Linked DNA regions of Columba livia: region 2 is linked to region 1. A link is a contact called in public Hi-C data. All regions are on one chromosome and are shown on one strand. The core of a region is the stretch at or near the end of the contact, and the rest is flanking DNA. Distances in the headings are between cores, read along the strand shown. Region 1 holds the start of GORASP2 (golgi reassembly stacking protein 2). Region 2 overlaps METTL8 (methyltransferase 8, tRNA N3-cytidine).

Region 1 (3,707 bases), core at 474-2,973:
TCAAATATATCTGACCTTATCTGAATTAGATCTGTAACACAGAAAGACTACTGCCATTTTCTTTTTACCGTTCTCATTTATCTGATCAAAATACTGAGCTCAGAAAGAAAGTCTACCTGAGAATAAATGAGAAGAAAATAGCAGTATTGCTTGACCCCAAGTTCCACCAAAGGTCAGTGCATGCAGACAGGCAGAGCATTTGTGTCCAGCTTCTCTAACACCAGGAGCAAAGACCACCATGACTTTCGCCTATATGCAAATTTTGACAGAGGAATGTTTGGATTTGATCAAAGCATCAATGTTTGATTCTCAAAAGCACTATGCAGCATTTTTAACACCTGAAAAATGATCTCTGTTCTTTTTTTCATCATGGTATTGTCCATATAGTTGTAGCTCTCTACTAGCAAGCTGGACTGATGAAGTACTAATTCCTGTGAGCTGAGGTCTTGTGCTCTTTCACGTGTCCAAAGTGTGGGGCCAGCTCTAGACAGAGAGCTGACCTGCGAAGGTCCGATGCCAACAGCAAAGCAGCCCGGCAGGGTGCAGTCAGGGTAGCCAGGCTGTAGCTACAGTGGCAAGAGGTTTTGCTGTGGGTATGGCTGTCAGCAGCTCCAGCAGAGTCACTGTATCACCCAGCGCGTTAGATCCAAGGACACAGCCCAGGTACCGCTCTGCTCAGTCTCTAACATCTTGTGATTCTGTGTGAAACACACGCTAAAGAACGGACTTCCAAAAGGCTGCTCACAAGACCTTTAAATGCAGCCTACCAAAATATTTTGTTGCACACAAACCCAAAGTTTTGTAGCCACAGCACGAACAGAAACTATGTACCTATGAAAAATAGCAACCCCGCCTCCACTGTGAATGCAGCTCTGGCAGGTGTGCCGCTTGTCATTTAAATGCCTCTGGAACTCCTGCTGAGGGCTGAAGCAGCTACCGTGCAAATCGCGACGCTGCGATCAAGATAAAACGCCCTACGTGTTACCGTAGCCAGACACCCAAAGGGCGCAGCTCTGAAACTGCAGTTTGAACGCGTACGAGCCAGCGTGCGAACAGCATTTTCTAGCGAGGAGAAGCAGCCCTGCCCTAAAATGCTGCCCAAAAAGCAGCAGCACCTCCCACGCACCGCGCCTGCCCGCCTGTTCACCAGCCGGACCACAGACGGCGTGACCCGACAGCACAGCCCGGCCACCGGGTCCCTCCAGCCGGGGAGAGGCGGCTCGGAGCTGCCGCGGCGGGCCGGGCCGGACGCAGGCCCCGGGCAGCTCCGCGCGGCTGAGGCGAAGCCCCGGGAGCGGCAGCGCGGAGCCGAGCCTGCTGACGGGGCGCCGGGGAACGGGCCATCCGCCTCCCCGCCCCGCCAGGAAGGGCAGCCGGCAGCGCGGACCGCCGCGCACCTCCCCGCTGACGCGGGCATGCCGCGGGGAGTCCCGCCGCCTCCGCGCGGGAGCCTTCGGGCCGCAAGAGCGCGGACCCGCGCAGGGAGAGGCCGCCGGGCCCAAGGGCCGCCGCCGGCCCAACAGTCACCCGAGCGGCGCGCCCGCCTCCCCGCCGCCCTCACCCGCAGGACGTGGTAGCCCTCGGTGCCCCCGCCGGGGATCTCGACGCTCTGCGAGGCGCCCATGGCGGGCGGCGCGGCTCCGCACAAAGCCCCGGCGCAGGACGTGGCACTCCCCGCCCCGCCCCCTCCGCGGCTCGGCAGGGGCGGGCACGGGCCGCGCGCGGGGCATGCCGGGAGGACGGGCCGCCGGCTCCGGCTGCAGCGCCCCCTGCCGGGCAGCCCCGCCGCCGAGAGGAGGCGGCGGCCGTACGGTGGCCGCGATGGACCACGCGCCTCCCTCTCGTCTCTGGTGCGACGGCGCCACCTGGCGGCCAAGAACGGCTCTGCAGGCGCGGGGCGGGAGAGCGTCCCTGGCGTTCGGGAGGCGCCGGCGGTGCCAGGTAGGTATAGTTAATTAATGTACATTAGCATTAATTATATTAATAATGTACCGTAAATAGGTGCACAGAACACAGAGAGGGCAAGCTGGGACAGGCCGTACCTTCTGCTGGCGACTCTAGTGTCACCGCTCCGTGTGCAGCCGATGAACGCCTGGAGCAGCAGCGAGCCCCGAGCGCTGTTCCGGCCGCGGGACGGGGCCGGCCGGGGCTCCAGCGTGACATGGAGGCACCGGGGCTGCCGGGTGCGCCTCGAACCGCCTGCGGGCTGCACCCGGGGCATTGACGCGTTGGTACGGAACAGCTTGGGTGAGAACCGGTGCCGGGAGCGGCATTTCGAATTAACCTGCTCCAGGGCGCACACCCCCTCGCAGACATCGGCAAGATAACGCGGCAGATTCTTATCTCAGACGCACGGGATGTCCTGACACGCAGCAGACAGAGATCTTTCTCCGGCTTGTTTGTGCCGAGCGAGGTGGTGAGAGCTGCCAGGCAGCCAGCACTGAAATCCAGCCCTGAGCTGGAGGAAGCGGACGGCGGATTTTCGGGAGTATTGTGAATCTCTGAGAGTGTCTCTTGTGCCTGGAAGATCCCAGATGCAGCTTTTGCACAGCCCATGCAAACCAGGGCCTTCTGGGTCTGGTACTACAGATCTGGAGGTGATCTCTTCAAGGAGTCCTGCCCTCACCAGTCATTTGCAGTAACACAGAAACAGCATTTGATAGGCAACTGGAACACAGTATTGAAGATCCTCAACTAAGCACAGAAAGGAAATTTGCATAAGCATGACCAGAAAACCATACCTCACTTCTTTTGGACTCATTTCCCTCTGTATTATCATAGTGTTTTATGGGTTAGTAAGCCTCTCTGCACTGTGCTTTGATTTACCCCTATGTTGCCCACAGAGATGACCCACTCCCTTCTCATCCTTGGCCACCTCCCTGTGCCCAGGTGTTTCCACCGAAGCAGCCAGCCTGTGTTTCTCCAGGTGCTCTCATCAGGTATGGCCAGTTCTGGATTGTGCTGGCACACTCATTCAGGCATGCTTACATACCTGCAGCATCTCACCTCAACATTACGAGAAGAAATCAACTCTAGTATGCCCAGAGGCAGCAGTACAAATCAAGAAAGCAAAGTGAATAATACATAAATAAACTATATATTACAAGAATGTCTGTGCTCTTAATACAGTACAAGAAAACTGTTACGGAGAGCTGATAAAGTAGAAGTCACACAAACAAGGCTAAAAACTATACCAGCTTAAGCAAATCTTACACTTCCACGCACATGCCATTGAGATTTGGGAGGAAAATCCCAGCTATATTAACTTCTTTCTTCCTACTAGAGGTTGACACTAGACAACAGTATAACACAGTGTGATCCAGGGACAGCAGCTGTGGTCTACCACCATTTATCCAAAGCTTCCTAAAGGATCCATAGTTGGTGACAACCTACCACCCACAGTGATTCTTTTAGTCCATTCTGGGTGAGTGGCTTCTGTATGGCGCCTCTCCTTATGCTGCTGGGTAGACACTGTTGACTGTGTGGGTTGCTTGTAGGTTTTCTGTGGCTGTGACACAAATACTAGGCACATGTTGTTCTCCTTGGTGACTGGCTCTGTAATGCCAGCCTCTCCTTTGTTGAGAACAAACCCATGGGTGAAGACCTCCATTTGGCAAAGGCTTCTTCAGGGTATATTCAGTTTCATTACCTTGCCTTTGGACTGGAAGACCCTTGACTTAATATTGCTGTGTCAAGAAAAAAACCAA
Region 2 (3,512 bases), core at 136-2,635, 150 kb before region 1:
CAGCTAAAGTTTATACCACAGCAAGTGATACAGTCAGCCCTTCTGACAGATATTGCCATCTGAATAGTCCTCGGTTTCAGCTTGTTAGAATAGGCAAGGTCAAAACCTTCCAATATAGGTTGGGAAATTACATATTAGAGAGCAGTGTAGGGGAAAGGGACCTGGGGGTCCTGGTGGACAACAGGATGACCATGAGCCAGCACTGTGCCCTTGTGGCCAGGAAGGCCAATGGCATTCTGGGGTGTATTACAAGGGGGGTGGTTAGCAGATCGAGAGAGGTCCTCCTTCCCCTCTACTCCACCCTGGTCAGACCACATCTGGAATATTGTGTCCAGTTCTGGGCCCCTCAGTTCAAGAAGGACAGGGAACTGCTGGAGAGGGTCCAGCGTAGGGCAACAAAGATGATTAAGGGAGTGGAGCATCTCCCTAATGAATAAAGGCTGAGGGAGCTGGGGCTCTTTAGTTTGGAGAAGAGGAGACTGAGGGGTGACCTTATTAATGCTTATGAATATATAAAGGGTGAATGCCATGAGGATGGAGTCAGGCTCTTCTCGGTGGCAAACAATGATAGGACAAGGGGTAATGGGTTCAGACTGGAACACAAGAGGTTCCACTTAAATTTGAGAAGAAACTTCTTCTCAGTGAGGGTGACAGAGCACTGGAACAGGCTGCCCAGGGAGGTTGTGGAGTCTCCTTCTCTGCAGTCATTCAAAACCCACCTGGACATGTTCCTGTGCGACCTCACCTAGGCGTTCCTGCTCCAGCAGGGCGATAGACTAGATGATCTCTTGAGGTCCCTTCCAATCCCAACCATACTGTGATACTGTGAAAACCGGCCGTAGTGGTGAGGGAAGCAAGTCTTTCCAAGAAAATTACTGCCTATGAATGGTTTGGTCAGTCTGTTCTTTTCTACTGCAGCACATCTGTCAGAGCCTGGACACTGCACAGGAACATACAGGAAGGGGAGAGACAACTTGCTGGGTACAATAATGAGAAATATTTCAGTAGGCATGTGGAAATCATGTCTGAGGCAAGCAGACAAATACATACCAATTAGTCTCCCACAATTAACGAAAGAGGAACAAGAAAGGTCTAAGAATTGAATTAGCTACATATCACCAAGCATGCAACAGGAAGATGCTCGTTAGCTTTTAGAGGCAATCAAGTCTCTTCAAGTTGCCACCTTATTCCTTTTCCCATAGTAACCAATGGAATTCTAGTCATAGGCCTTCATTTAATTGATTTCAGTACAATTAGGATGCAACATAGTACTTAAATTATATTACCTAATTTAATCTGATTTCTGAAACTGTTTGGACTGGACGATTTGTAGGGACAGCTGATTAGCTTTTAAAAGCTGCCAGCAGCATGTTTTTGGGTACTCCCCATTGTGCCCTGATCCAAACACCAAATCTGCAGGAAAGGCAGTTTAGTCATCAGAGTAAGATCTTGGCTTGTTTCTGTGACCATTTAATGGATTAATATAACATTGAGTGAACCACTTTACACAAATGTAGATAGCACAGAGTCTGGAACCATTGCAGCATTAGTTGTCTTTTCTTAGGAGTGTCTCATTCTTTCTTATAAATGTTTCCTGTCTCTATTCCCCAAATAAGTAAAATCCCCTTCATCAGTTCGAGCCTTTCTATTTGAATAGGTGGATTATGCTCCCTGTTTCAGGAACAGCTGATTCATTTGCTGAATGACTTGTGTTCCTCATCGTAAACATTAGTCATGTGAGAAGTTTCTTGCATCAGGGTGTTTGTTGATAGGTCTATTATTATATCCAGCTAAACAAAATTTTAATGGAATACTCAAAATACATTCCTATAAATGCACTTAATTTACAAGATTAATCTTATTATTAAGAAAAAAATACATCCTACTCCAGCTTCTTCGCAGTTGGAAGATTTTTCTTAATCGTTTCACTTGAGTTTCACCTAACTAGTAATTAGTTTTTCTCTATCATACACTGAAACTTGTTTTTTAACTGTGGGTCTCCTTGTGGTCATTTGCTTGCATTCAAAAAGAAAAAGTGTTTGAGACAGTGTAGCTAATTTGTGACTGTTTTCCCTTGGGAAAAAGATTATGGAAAATCCTATTTAAAGGCTGATTCTTTAACTGCCTTTTGCAGGGACCACATGCAATGGTCACAAGAAGAAGAGGAGGCTGCCAGGGAAAAAGTGGTAGAGAACTCAGTTGTGAAAGTCCAATGGGAAGACCAAGGTAACGAATTTGTAATAGCTTAAAAATCCCAATTTTAGTGCTATTTATTAAAGCATTTAAGGATGGTTTAAAATCCAGTAAGACTCTCTATTTCTACATTGTCTTGCTTAACTTTGTTGATGTGATTTTTTTTTTTTTTTTAATTTCATTTTTTTCCTCAAAAGATTGTCTGAAAGTGTGTTTTTCTAGCAATTCAGTTATTTATTTTAGCAATTTTATGTTTGGGGTGGACAATAGGCTCTATATAAAACAAGTTCATCAGTATGGGGCAGTTGCAAGTTCTGGCTCCTTTTGCATTTCTGCAGAATATAACTTCTACTATACAGGACTGTTACTTCATCAAAGGGAATGAATTTGGAGCCAGCAAGGGTGCTGGGGATGAAAGTTCCCATGTACAGTATTCAAATGCTTTTTAACGATTTATGGATTGTTTAGGGAGCTGGTGTTTGTACATCGCACCATGTTTCAGCTCAGTGCTGTGAAAGTTGCACCGGTCCCAGCTGGTCCCAGCTTGCTGCCTGGGCCAGCCTCAGCTGGGAGAGCTTCAGGAAGCAGCGTGTTCGTGTTGTGTGGAATGTGTTCCAATACATCGTGCAGAGTCTGCTCTGTAAGTGGTTAAGGAACTTCACACGTGTCTTCAGAGGGGAAGCAATGTATTCTGGATTTCTGAAGAACGATAGCTCTAGGTTCAAACTGGTAAACTAAACCCTAGACTAAACTCCAGGATAGTTATGTATGCTAAAGCTGGAGTATCAACCTGATAGTAACATAGAAGACTGGATTCTTAATTTGTTTTTTTATTGGAAAGATATTCTGAAAACAATTACTTGGGTGTCCCAGGCCTCAGTTTCCTTAGTGTGTCTTGAACCTGTCAAATTAGATAGTGTCATTATGATCCTGTGCTCAGTTTCATTAATGAAACACGGGCATGCGTTGGAGTTTAGTTGAATAGTAATGCAGTTTGAAAGGCTGACTTTAGCCATTGCTTTCCTTTAGTTCTGAAATCTGGAAAATTTGGTGGAAATTTAAGTACAAGGGTTCTGAGCAGACTTGTAGAAAAGTAGTGACTATAACAAGGGCTTATAATGATTTAAGAACTTTGGGAGTAGGTGGTCTCTTTTTTTCTTTTCAATATTGAAGCTGAGGGCAATCTATGAGTGTACAACTTACGCTGTTGAAATCCGGTATATATGATCTCAATCCACTCTACACTTACATTATAAAACAAGTCTGTACAGTTACTCTGCATGTCTGGGTCTTATCCTTTAATAATACAATTGGATATA

The links. Hi-C and Micro-C count contacts between places; a contact is called where the count stands out from the background.
Region 2: a Hi-C map of crop shows a contact between it and region 1, with 3 times the contacts expected there. The contact joins the enhancer-like site here to the promoter of GORASP2 in region 1. A contact is called at or near these places in 2 of 2 Hi-C or Micro-C datasets (crop and liver).

The regions. Positions count from the first base shown.
Region 1 is chr7:21,481,147-21,484,853 of bColLiv1.pat.W.v2, reverse strand. It overlaps GORASP2 (golgi reassembly stacking protein 2), which reads right to left and starts at 1,723. Exons shown (of 10, transcript XM_065068739.1): 1 at 1,562-1,723. The coding sequence starts at 1,624.
Region 2 is chr7:21,632,919-21,636,430 of bColLiv1.pat.W.v2, reverse strand. It overlaps METTL8 (methyltransferase 8, tRNA N3-cytidine), which reads left to right. Exons shown (of 13, transcript XR_010473676.1): 4 at 2,135-2,226. Among named protein-coding and RNA genes, the nearest start is that of METTL8, 11 kb to the left of the region's middle. Within about 2 kb of position 1,385, at least 1 of the 3 cell types and tissues checked has an H3K27ac peak away from gene starts, as active enhancers do.